Linked DNA regions of Macaca mulatta: region 1 is linked to region 2. The links are chromatin contacts, called in public Hi-C maps. All regions are on one chromosome and are shown on one strand. Each heading gives the region's core, a stretch centred on a gene start, on an enhancer-like site or on the middle of the called end of the contact. The rest is flanking DNA. Distances are from core to core; before and after follow the strand shown. Region 1 holds the start of NPR1 (natriuretic peptide receptor 1). Region 2 holds the start of SLC27A3 (solute carrier family 27 member 3).

The links. Hi-C and Micro-C count contacts between places; a contact is called where the count stands out from the background.
Region 1: a Hi-C map of fetal cortical plate shows a contact between it and region 2, with 2.4 times the contacts expected there. The contact joins the promoter of NPR1 here to the promoter of SLC27A3 in region 2. A contact is called at or near these places in 3 of 14 Hi-C or Micro-C datasets (blood, fetal cortex germinal zone and fetal cortical plate).

Annotation. Positions count from the first base shown.
Region 1 is chr1:113,358,316-113,364,758 of T2T-MMU8v2.0, forward strand. NPR1 (natriuretic peptide receptor 1) reads right to left here and starts at 4,316. Exons shown (of 24, transcript XM_077945580.1): 1 at 3,977-4,316; 2 at 3,819-3,874; 3 at 2,456-3,270; 4 at 1,571-1,770; 5 at 978-1,091; 6 at 436-571. The coding sequence starts at 3,176.
Region 2 is chr1:113,260,854-113,266,787 of T2T-MMU8v2.0, forward strand. SLC27A3 (solute carrier family 27 member 3) reads right to left here and starts at 3,567. Exons shown (of 10, transcript XM_015109681.3): 1 at 2,653-3,567; 2 at 2,090-2,299; 3 at 1,572-1,730; 4 at 909-1,033; 5 at 431-625; 6 at 233-323; 7 at 1-101. The coding sequence starts at 3,370. INTS3 (integrator complex subunit 3) reads right to left here. Exons shown (of 31, transcript XM_077945619.1): 30 at 5,757-5,913; 31 at 4,759-5,645. The coding sequence ends at 5,568.

The DNA of each region.
Region 1 (6,443 bases), core at 3,066-5,565, 98 kb after region 2:
CCAACGTGGTGAAACCCTGTCTCTACTAAAAAAAGAAAAAAGAAAAAAAAAATTAGACAGGCATTGGGGGAGGGCACCTGTAATCCCAGCTACTCAAGAGGCTGAGGCAGGAGAATCGCTTGAACCTGGGAGGTGGAGGTTGAAGCGAGCTGAGATCGCACCACTGCCCTCCAGTCTTGGGGACAGAGTAAGACTCCATCTCAAAAAAAAAAAAAAAAAAAAAAAAAGTAAAAGAATTCAGTGCCCAGCAGGGATGATTGAGATTGGACACTTAGTAGGACTTCTGAGGGATGGGCCTGAATAAAAGCTGTGGAGGAAAAGGCTGGTGTGCATAGGTAACTGTGCTGCAGGGCAATAGGCTTCTCATGGCTTTACACTGGGCACCTGGGATTCATCCCCCAAGGCAGCCCATTCCAACCACCTCCAGGCCCTGACCTTGAAAGCTTCGGTTCCACATCCGCTGAGTGATGTTCTCCCCATCAGTAACAGTTCCCCCATGTGCCAGAGTCTCCGTCACTGCCTGGATATAGAGCAGGAGCCCATCGTGGAAGGATGCTGGGATGGTGTTCACCTGTAGGGGCAAACAGAGGTTGGCTGGGGTGGGTGTATGAAGGGTATGGAGGTGGGAGCTGTGGGGAAGGGAACGAGAGGCACTGGGATTTTGGAAGAGGATGGGAGAAAATAACACCGCTACATCACAGGGAGATTTTACTATTTAAATGATGTCTTTGGATTAGCATCACGTCCTGAATCCTGCTAGGTAGACAGGGCATGATGTATCGTCTCCATATTACTGATGATGACCTGAGTTTCAGAGGCTGAACTTGCCAGTGTCCTCCTCCATCATCTCGAGAGACATGGAACAATGGGAAGGGAGGGAAGGGGAGAACTGGGAATAGGGAAGGATGGAGGCTGGCAGAGGGTCATGGAGTGGGGGCTGGAGGTCCACGCTGGAGGGTCCCGGGACCCCTTCTTACCAGGCCATCCTCCATGGTGAAGTTGAACTGCTCACGAGCCAGGTGTTTTAGCTGCTTCAGGAATTCCAAGTACTCGGGATTATCTGGCTCTTTATATGTAATGATTTTGGCAGCCTGAGGAAGGTGTCAGTGGAGGGCAGAGAGTTGGGAGCTGACTCTATCCCCTCAGTACTGTGGGGCCCCAACAGTCGGGAGCCCACCTCCCAGAGCTGCATCTCTGCTTAGCTCAAGGTCAAACTGGACCCTATGCCCTGCATGAAGTGATGCCCACTCCAAAGCAGAGGATCCAATGGGATGGCTTCTCCAAGTCCTGTCCAAGCTGTGGGACTTTATCCTCCTCCCGCCTCAAGCCATGTTCTTATATTTTTAGCCTGCTGGTGCCAAAGCGCCCCTGTGCAGTCCCCTGCCCTTCATTGCTTAATTCCCAGTGAGCATCACCAACCTCTTCTGTTCTGTGAGTTACCAGGAGTGCATAAAGAAACAAACAGACAAAAACTTCTTTTCTGGAATTCTTTCAGACGCTGAGGGACACAGTGCCCAGAAATTATGTGCCACAAGCTGAGACAGCCTGGGCTTCAAACCTAGGTACTCACTTGAAAGGCCTGGCGGGCACTGACATCCTGTCCATCCCCTCTCTCCCAGGGCCTGCGGGGAGCAGGGCCCTGTCCACCTTGCAGGCTTTGCCCAAAGATATCCAGGTGGAAGAAAACGTAGTCCTCCCCACACAAGCCAGCTTCCAGGGCCAGGAGCATCAGGGTTCTGAAGGCGTCAGGGGAGCTGCAGATGTAGATAACTGGAGAAAAAGACGGGGAGTCAGAGGGAGAAGCCTAGGTACTGCGGGAGAGACAGGAGTAGGAAAGCTGGGGCATCCAGGGTAGGAAGTTTAGAGATAGGGGGCAGGAGAGACCCGGTGAGAGTTAAGCGGTAACTCCCGGCTCAGCCTAGGCCACAGCAGGAGATAGACGAAGGGTGGAAGGAGAGGCGGGGCGTGGGGGGCGGGGGGGGCGGGGAGGAAAGAGGGGAGGAGGGGGCGGAAGCGAGGAAGGAACAGGTAGGGAGAGCGGGATAGTGGAGCTGAAGGTGGAGAAGGGTGGGGCCAGGAGGGCGAGAAGAGTGAGGGAGGGGGAGAAGAGAGGGGATAAGGAGCAATGGGAGGAGAGGATGAAAGAGGGGAGAAGGCTATAGGGAAGAGAGAAAATGCAGGAGGAAAAAAGGGACCGGAACCGAGCTGTACTAGGGTGGGAGGGAGTGAGTGGGGGTCGGCGAGGTGAGAGGATAGAGATGTGGTGAGGGTGGCGGAAGAAGAGAGGGAAATAGAAACTCAGCTGTACAAAGGACCGTGGAGCTGAGAGTGGAATGAAGAACGGCGAGGAGAAAGAAGAGTACCCCCAGACAAGAGAGGAAGTCCCGATGCCTCCGGCCGGTCAGAGGGGAAGCCCTGCAGCTAAGCTGCGGGACGGGGTGTGCCAGCGTCTCACCTCGGCCTTTGCGCGGCATGGTCCGCAGCAGCCTGGTGTAGTGGCTGAGGTCGTCCTCGGCGAACTCTAGGTGGTCCACCGTAATATTGAGGCGGTCGCGGACCCGCATGAACAGCCCCTCCACGAGGAAGAAGCAGTGTTCTTCGTCACCCGGCCGGTAAGCGTAGAGCATGAGCGCTTGGCGCTCCCAGCCCAGCCGTCGGTGCAGCGCCGCCACGAAGTCCCCCAGCTTGGCGTAGCTGGGCCCCGCGCGGGTGGTCAGCGCATACTCGTCCTTGACACCGAAGCCCAGCGCCGGGGCGCCGGCAGTCAGCAGCGGGACCCGCCAGTGCGCGGTGAAGCGCCCCACCGGGGCGGCGGCGTACACGCAGCCCGGGCCCAGGAACGCGGCGGGGTTGTGCTCCCACTTGAGGTCCACCGCGGCCAGGGGCGCTGCGGTGTCGGAGCAGACGCCCAGCGCGTTCTCGCTGCTACCCAGCACCGTGCGGACCGTCCAGCCCGGCAGCAAGTCGGGGCGCGCCTTCACCCGGGCCAGGGCCAGCTCCACGGCGGGTCCCACGCGCGCCCACGACCATGGGTACGAGGTATTGGCCAGCGGCAGTACCACGGCTACCGTCAGGTTGCCCGCGTGGCTGCCCCGGAGCAGCAGCAGCAGCGGCGGCAGCAGCAGGAGCAGGAGCAGGCGCAGGCGGGAGCCGGCGGGGCGCCGGGGCCCCGGCATGGTCTCAGCGGGCACCGCAGCGGGCGAGCGCTCCCACCATGGCCTTCTCGGTCCCCACCGGCTCAGCGGCCGGTCCCAGGCATCAGGCGCGTCCCTATGGGAAGGAGCAGGAGCGGGAAGGGGGCGCTCACCCCGGGGCTCGAGGCCCCCTGTAGCTGCGACGGTCTGGGCCGAGAGCGCAAGGGGCGCGACGGAGGGAGGCGCGCAGGGCGCCGCAGAGCAGGTGGGTGCCAGGAGAACGTCGGACCGGAGAGGACCCGAGTGTGAACAACTGGGCGTGTGCGTGCGTGTTAGAGAGAGAGAGTGAGAGAGAGAGAGAAAGGGTGCGAGCGAGCGCTTCGTGAAGAAGGATGGGAGAGGGCGCGCAAGGGAGGAAAGAGGAGTGTGTGTTTGTAGCGTGCGTGTGCGCCTGCCCCAGGGAGTGTGCCAGAAGGGGCGTCCGGCCGGCCCAAGTCTCCAGCTATCCGGAGGGAACCGTGGAGGACCCGAGCCAAGCTCCGAACCCTCCCTCCCAGCCGCTTCCCCTCCCAGACTCAGTGACTGAAGAGCCAATCCTGGATCTTTAACTCCTTCCTCCCCGCCGCACAGCCCGCGCGCTTCCCGGTGGACCATCTTCCCGGGTCTCGGCCGCCCCACGCCTACCTCCTTGGAGGACAGGACCTTCTGAAGGCGCGCCGTCGCCGGAATGGAAAGGAGGGCTGAACGGAGGGTGTGTGTGGAAGCAACCGGGGCCCGCTTGCGCCCCACCTTTTCCCTCACCCCACCTTTTCCCTCACCCCACCTTTTCCCTCGCCCCCTACCTGGTCTTATGGGGGAAGAGTGAAAGGTGTGCTGGTTTGGGATCCTGGCAGGAAACTGTGTGAGTGCGTGGATGTGTGTGTTTGGGAGTGGGGTGACGGGTTTCTGGAAAGTCTGTTAAAGTTGAAGGCGAGCCCAGAGTGCTTGTTACCCAGTCCTTCTATGATCCCCCTCTCTTTCCCTCCGTGCCACCTTCCAGATTGTGCAGATTAGCTGTGAAAAATAATCTGGTGTCAGGGCGGAATTAAATCTTTAGCGCCCAAATTGTAGGAAGATGGGGAGAGTGGGTAGGTGGCTGGGAGGGAAGAAGTTCACACCTCAGGGCCGCCCCAAGAAAATGACTGTTTTGTGTTGAGGGTTGTTAAAATGAAGGCTATGGAAGATGTTGTTGGAAATGACCATTGAAGGCGTTAAGTTGCGGGAGTGGGTTTTGGAGCACTTGACAGCTGGGCCCCCGGTGCAGACTGCTGTGGAATCAGTGTGCCCTCTAATGGTTATCAGGGGTCATTGACGGCATTGCAGCGCCAACCTCTCCAACGCTGCGCCTAAGCAGGACATGTAAGATCACCAAACTTGAGGTCAGCAAATATTTCCAGAGAACCCTTGGTGCGTCAAGCACGCACTAGGTGCCGAGGGCTTAAAGATGAATATATATAGTCCGTGCCTTTGAGGAACTCTATTTGGGACGAATAACCGTAATGCAACATGCATTAAGCACTACACGGGAGACATGGATAAACTGCTAAAGGACTCAGTGAGGGCTATTCATTCTGCTTGGATTGGGGCCAGAAAATCTCCAAAGAGAAATAATTCAAGAGGACAGAAGGATGAGAAAGGTATTCTGTGTAGACAGAGCAGAATTTTGAAGTATATTTCCTATATATGGAATTTTAGGAGACTTGAATATTCTTATTATCTGGAGCAAATTGTGGTCGATAGGCCAACTTGAGATGGTAGGCATGCTTTGGTTTGCATTCTCTCTGTGTATATTGTTTTTAATTCCCCACACTTAAAAATCATAAGATGGGGCCGGGCAAGGTGGTTCAAGCCTTTAATCCCAGCACTTTGGGAGCCAGGGTGGGTGGATCACGAGGTCAGGAGTTCAAGACCAGCCTGGCCAAGATGGTGAAACCCCGTCTCTACTAAAAATACAAAAATTAGCTGGACATGGTGGTGGTCACCTGTAATCTCAGCTACTTGGGAGGCTGAGGTAGAGAATTGCTTGAACCCGGGAGACAGAGGTTGCAGTGAGCCAAGATTGCGCCACTGCACTCCAGCCTAGGCAACAGAACAAGACTCCGTCTCCAAAAAAAAAAAAAAAAAAGTCATAAGATGGCACATAAATATTTGGATTTCTGACTTTTTTTTTTATTCCAAATATGGAGGTCTTTCTATGTTGCCCAGGCTGGTCTTGAACTCCTAGGCTCAAGTGATCCTCTTGCATTGGCCTCCTAATATTCCTGGATAACATGTGTGAGCCACCAGGCCCAACCTGGATTTCTGACTTTTCCTAAAATATTGGAAGAGCTGGCAATATATTGTCCTGCATCCCTCCATGAGCAACCGACCAGAACAAGTATCCATTATCTCCTTGAAATGAGTCTAGTTCATCATGGTTCCTAGGCACCCTGCTTCATTCAGGTGCATTACCTGCCTGGCTGTAGTAGGAGTCTGTGTTTTCAGCCCTGATCTTGGATGTAAGGTGTCTGTATGTAGGATGACTGAGGAAAAGAGGCAGGGCAAAGGGCAATGGAGGGAAGATTATGAAAGCTTTTGTGTGACAGGCATAATGTTCTTGTCCTGTGATGGAGATGGCGGGTTCCAGAGATTGTAGAGGTAGACAGCAGTTGGAGATGGGGAGATGTTTTGTAAGTAGAATCAGTTGAACTTTGGGAAATGAGGACATTATACAAATAACAGGTCTAGGTGACGTTGACCCCATTAGTTGAGAAGCTGAAGAAGGAGGTTTTGGAAGGATGATACTTTTAGTTTATTGGATGTGAGGTGCCTACAGATACTCAAGTGGAAGTGTCTGATAGGCCTTGGACTAGTGGAGCTGGAGCTCAGAAGAAATGACTGGACTAGAAATATAGTTTAGTAATTGAGCTCCTTTCAATAACGGTGAACTAGCCTTAAAGCTATAGACAACTAAAAGAGTTGGATGAAATACTTTTTTTTTTTTTTGAGACGGAGTCTCGCTTTGTCGCCCAGGCTGGAGTGCAGTGGCGCGATCTCGGCTCACTGCAAGCTCCGCGGATGAAATACTTTTTTAAAAATCAAGACGGAGCTTGCAGTGAGCTGAGATCCGGCCACTGCACTCCAGCCTGGGTGACAGAGCGAGACTCCGTCTCAAAAAAAAAAAAAAAAAAAAAAATCAAAGAACTGGCTGGGCGGCCGGGCGCGGTGGCTCAAGCCTGTAATCCCAGCACTTTGGGAGGCCGAGGCGGGCGGATCACAAGGTCAGGAGAT
Region 2 (5,934 bases), core at 2,317-4,816:
GACATCCTTTAGCAACTTCCCCTGGGCCAGCTCTGGCCCACCAGCGTAGCCCAGGAATGGGGACTGCTGGCTTACCGGGGCCACCAGCAGCCCTGGCTCACCTGGCAGAGTCACCAGGGTCAGGAGTGCTGTCACCTTTCCCAGAGCCTCCTGCCCCCATCCACCCGTCTCCAATTCCAGTCCTCCTGTGCCAGCGTCAGCACCTCGCCCACCCCACCAGAACACCACCAACCTGGAGATGTGGCCACACAGTGCCCCCGGGGGTCCCGAATCGGCTCTCCTATGGTGACATCATAGCGAATCAAGGAGAAGGGGAAGATATGCTGGGGAAAGGGAGACCCGGGTACTGAACCATTGCAGTCACATGAGCCCCCTCTCCTGCCAGCCCTCTGCTGTTCCACGGGTTCTCAGTTTCCTCTCTGCCCCTCACCTTGTAAAGCCAGGAAGCACGCCCCACAGCGCCCTGCTGTCCTGTGTAGTTGATGGTGGCCACGTTGCCCTCTGTCAGTCCATATGTCTCCAGCACCTGCAGGGGCCCAAAGCGCCGCACAAAACGCTCCCAGGTGTCTGGGCGCAGCCCGCTGCCCACTGCCAGCCGGACCTTATGGCCGTGTTCTGCCTTGCTCTGAGATGAGTGGGAGAGGGCCGGGGCTTCAGCACCAAGATGCCCGCTCCCCGCAGTGAATTCCTGTTCTCCATTCACCAGAACCCCCCCAGCACTGTGACCTCCTTCAGAGGCCGTAAGCGTCAGATGGCCTAGGCCATCTCCGGCTCCTTATCTTACACTGCGATTTCCTTCTTGCTGCTTCTCCCTCCAACTCCCTGTCTCAGTGTCTCCTGTCAACTGTCCTGTTCCCCGTGAGCTAGCCCTGTGTCAGCAGCTCTGCCCAGGATCTATGCCCACGCACCAGGGGCTGGTTGACAAGGTATCGACACAACTCCCCAATGTACTGGAACACGGTCACCCTGTGCTGCTGGCAATCTTCCCAGAACTGACCAGCCGAGAACCTGGACTTCAGCACCACTGTGGCCCCTGCCAGAAGTGGGAAGTGGGGAAGAAGGAAGCAGGTAAGATTAGGAGCAGGGTGGGAAGCCCGAGCCCCTCTTTCCAGACCCCAGCCTTCACTGTAGTCATTCCCTGGGAAGGGCCCACTGTGGGAGTCACACCGTCAGGAAGCTGTGCTGGCCCTCTTTCCCCTCCCCCGGCCCCTGTCCCCAGCCTTGGAAGAGGTGAATGCCCTTTCCCTACTTCCCAGCCCCAAAGATCCCATCCTCCACACTCTCACCTCCTTGTCTCTCTCTCCCTCTTCTCTATTTGCCTGTTCCTGGACTGATAGTCCTTCCCTGCCTTTGATCCTGCAGCCTGGAGTTATGTGGCTATATGGCCCCCCCTGCCCTGTTCCTCAGTCTGTAGGTCTAGGCAGGTAACATTGCCATTGTAGAGCTCCTGGTGAGTAGGGCTCTGCCCCATCCGTCCTCTAGATTATCTACCCTGGAGGACTCACACCACAGTAGGTGCTTAATAAATGTCTGCTGGATGAATTAATGAAGGTGGGGTTGGGGAGACTGACCAATGCCCAAGCAGCCCACAACGCCCAGCAGGGAGCCGGACATATGGTAGAGTGGGAGGGCGAGGTAGATCACATCTTCCTGGTGGACACCACACAGCTGGTAGAAGCCCTGGCATTGCAGGATCTTCAGATGACTGATCCGAGCAGCCTTGGGGAGGCCTGTGGGGTGGCAGTTGTGGGGCGATCAGGGGAAGGGTGGACTCCAAGCTCTACCTATCTGTTTGCACCCCCACTGGGTTTCCCACAGAAAGAGGCGGATGCAGGACGGAAGCTGAGGATGGAGACCAGGCTGTCCTGGAAATCTGGGTGGTCTGGGGGAGGTGGAGAAATGAGTAGGAGGTGAAGGGACTGGGGAGTGAAATGATGAAGAGAAAAAGGAAGTGCCAATGAAACCAGCATCCTGTCTGGGGGCTTTGAAGGAGTGGTCTGGGAGCTGAGGAGGTCCCAGTCTCTGTTCCCAGAACCCTGCCTTCCTCTGCCTTAGTTTCGGGGAGCTAAGTATGGTGCCCGGCTCTCACCCGTGGTGCCAGAGGTAAAGATGTACAGGCACGTGTCTGTTATGCTCTGGGGGGAAGAGAGGTATCCTGGCACTGGCCCATCCACTTCAGCGGACACTTCAGCCAGCAAATCGCTAATTCCAGCAGGGTGGGTTCCTGGGCCTGCAGCCCACAGGTGAAGCCCCATGCCTCTCAGGGCGGGCAGGTCCGGCTCCAGGGACTCCAGAAACTCTGGAAGGGTGGGAAAGCACAGCGCCGGGGCCCTGGCTCTACCTAGAAGAGCCTATGACCCATGTCTCCTCCCCATCCCAGCCCACACTGCTCTTGGGTGAGGGTGAAGGGTATGGACATTCCATCTTGGGTCTGAGGCCTGGAACTCGACTCCTTGGGGATACTTGGGGCACCAAAGATTCAGTCTCATCCCTTTGCAAACCCGGAGACTCCTAGCTCCACTCACTTTCGAACCCCAAGGGATAGTCGGCTTCTTCCCAGGCCCAGGGATGAATCCAAGCCCTTCTGCGGTCCCCGACACGCCCCCTTCTGTGGCTGGCCGCGCCTTAGTTAGTTCGGCGCTCCAGCCTTACCTGGCGCCAGCACCAGCGCGCGCGCGCCGCAGCTGCGGAGGCAGTGCAGCAGGGGGCCCCGGCGCAGGGCGGTGGGCACAAAGGCCGTGCGCAGGCCGGCCTTGGCCAGCCCGAACCAGAGCCACAGAAACTCCGGGCCGGCGGGGAGGAGCAGCGCCACGGTTGCTCCAGGTGCCAGAAGGGCGGCGGCTCCTCCACCTCTGGCCGCACCGTTCCCTCCAGCAAGCCCCGCGCCGCTTCCGGCCGCTGCATCTCCGGCGCCCGGCGCCGCTCGCTCGCCTTCTCCAGCGCTCCCCGCGCCACTGTCGCTGCCGCCAGGTCCCCCGTCCCAGCCTAGCGCACGTAGGAAGGCGCGTGCAGCCCTGTTACTCTCGCGCTCCGCCTCCGAGTAGCTAAAGCGCCGCGAGCCGTGAATGAGAAAGGTGTGCGCGGGGCGCTGCCGGGCTAGTTCCGCGAGGCGCCAGGCCAGGCTGCAGCCCCCCTCGGGACTTTCCGGGTCGGCGGCAGCCGCGGCCAGGGCGCGAGCTCGAAGAGCCCTTTTGCAGCGCAGGGCGCGCAGCGCGAAGGCCAAGTCCGCCGGGAGCCAGCGCAATTGCGGCCAGAGGTGTAGCTTCAGCAGCAGCAGCGGTAGCAACAGCAGCAGGGGCAGCAGCAGGAGGGCAGCCATGGAGCCCGCTTCTTCCGTCGGCACCGTCTGGTTCCAGCCGCTAGCAAACATCCCTGTTCCTCCCTCCCGAAAACCCAGGGCCTCTCGTTCTAGCTGAGACCTCTCCTTCCCGTGAGCGCGCCTGCGCTGGCACACGCCCCTTCCCACCCAAGCCCCCACCACTCCCCACGGGCGGAGAGCAGAAACCCGGGAGGAGTGCGGGTGTGGGGCGGCCCCGGACTCCCAGCCCTCCCCACAGCCTACGCTCCGCCCTAGGCGCGCTCCCTCCCGGACTGCTCGCGGCTCGCATCCTACCAGGTCCGGGGCGGTGCTCGCGCCTTCCCTCAATCCCAGGGTTATGTCTGTCTTCTAAGTTCTTTCTCGGCTTGGGCGGTTTAGGCATCTGGCTAAGCTCTAGAGTCCAGGCCTGACAGCCAGGGCTTTTGGATCGCAGTCCATCTTCCCCTCAATGTTTCTCATTTTCCCGTGAAGGGAAGGTACCATTGCTCTCTCCCAAAAGAATGAAGAACTTGGCCCCTGGCCCATTTGGTTCTGCAAGTCCCAGCAGGATAGGCAGGCCCATCCCCTCCTGCCAGCCGCAACCCCAGGGGATGGGTGGGGGCTGAGAGTTAAAATAGGGGAAAGGTGGAAACCCAGACTGCCAGATTTCTGAGGGACCACGATAGAGGCCCCTCCCTTTGGGCAAGGGTACAATAATTGGGGCCAGTCAGCAAATGCTCTCCATTCTGGTTTTAATTGGGGCAGAGGAAACTGGGGAAGGAGAGAGGAAGGAAAAAGGCCTCTGGTGGTTTAGACTTTCAAAGGAAGGAACAGCAGTGATGAGAGAGGGAAGAACCTGGATTCTGTAAAAAGACAAATTTTCAGGGTGAAGAGGAGCAGCTCTGTGCAGTTCACCCAAACTTCACTCCTCAGTCCGCCTCCATTCTCCCTGGACAGCGGGGGAACAATAGCATAGCCAAAGAACTCTCCTCTGCTGGTTCACATGGCCCAGCAAAGTGGCCAGACTGTGGAAGGAAGAGCATCTCTATCCCTCCCTGGTATCCGGACTTCATCTCCAGATACAGTTGTCCCTGGAGACTAAGCTGGAGTATCCCTCCCGTCAAGCAGGGAGTCCTCCGGCAGTTGTTGGTAGGCACACAGACTTCAACTGGAGGATGACAGACCTTTTGGAAGCCTCATTTCTTGAGAAATGAGAAAGGAAAGGCCTCATCCTACAGGGGATGGTTCTGCATAGATAGGTCAGCGCCTGGCTCCCACCTCCAGTGGTAGCAGGAAGGATGGGTAGGGGCCAAAGCCAAGTCCCTTCTGCTCTAGGCAAAAGTGGGGGCAGAACAGGAAGGGAAAGGGGGTTGTTCTGAGGTTACAAGTAGCGATGCCAATCAAATCAAGACCAAGCTATACATGCACGGGCAAACGCCAGCAGACACTCCAGCACAAAAGACATTCTGGCTTGTTTTATTGTCATTTAAAAACAACTTTTAAGACACGATTATCTCTGCCAAAAACAAACAAACAAAAAAAACCAAAAAACCCAGATTCAAGGAAATGGGATCATTTGACAGTTCTGTGAAACTTGCCTCTGGGACTCCCTGGACTCTGGTGTAGCTTGAGGTGCCAACCTCAGGCCAACCTAAGCCTCCAGGGCACACCACATGGGGCTGTGGCCACCCTTTCAGACTCCTTTCTGAATGCTTGCAGCATCTGCCCCATGATTAGGAATGGACACCCTGACCACGTCACAGATAGCCCATTTCACACTGGCATGTGGATAGTGACTATAAAACACCCCTTCAGAACAAACCAAGACCCGAAGGGGGAAGCGGGAAGGGACACCCACACACTGAGTCTCTGCTCTTATCCCAGCTTCTCTGGCCAGCTGCCCCTTTGTCATTTCCCTTCTTTGTTGCAATGGCTCCTTGGGAGACTGGGGGAGGAGACTGGGGAAGGGGCCTGGGGGCTGAGGACTTCCACTATGGCCTGATTTTACAGAGCCTCTGGCTTCAGTCAGATCCCAAATATCACTGGGAACAGCAGTGTGAGGGGCTGGAAGCCCCAGGAGGGAAGGGGCTAGGGGCTGCATGGCAGCTTCTCAAACTCAGCCAGAGGAGAAAGCTCCTCCCTTCCACCGGGGGAGCTTGGGGATGCGGCAAGGGTGTTTCCCCTGCAATCTCCCCAGCCTCTATTAACCTTTGAATCACCAAGGAGGAGAAAGCAATCCAGCTGGGGTTGGGATGGGGAATGCAGGGCCTCAGTCACTGTCAGAGCCCACTGCAGAGGACCCTTTTCGTTTCCGCTTGGTAGGCTTCGGTTTCGTGTCTTCCTCCTCCTGGAAGAGATGGGCGGGGAAATGGGAAGTTACCAGCCTGGGCAGCTGCTGGTGCCGACTCCACCTGCACCCAGTGCTCCTTTTCCCCCTGTGCACTGGCTGGGCTCTCACCGAAGCACTGCTGGAGCCTGACTCTTCTTCAGCATTGGGGGGCTGTGTGGCATTCTTACGACTTCGAGGGCTGGACAGAGCTGCTTTTCGCCGGCTCTTGGGTGGCTTGGTGGAAGAGTCCTCATATTCCTCCGCCAGGGAGAAGAGATCACTGAACCTAAGGAAAAGGAGCAGGAGC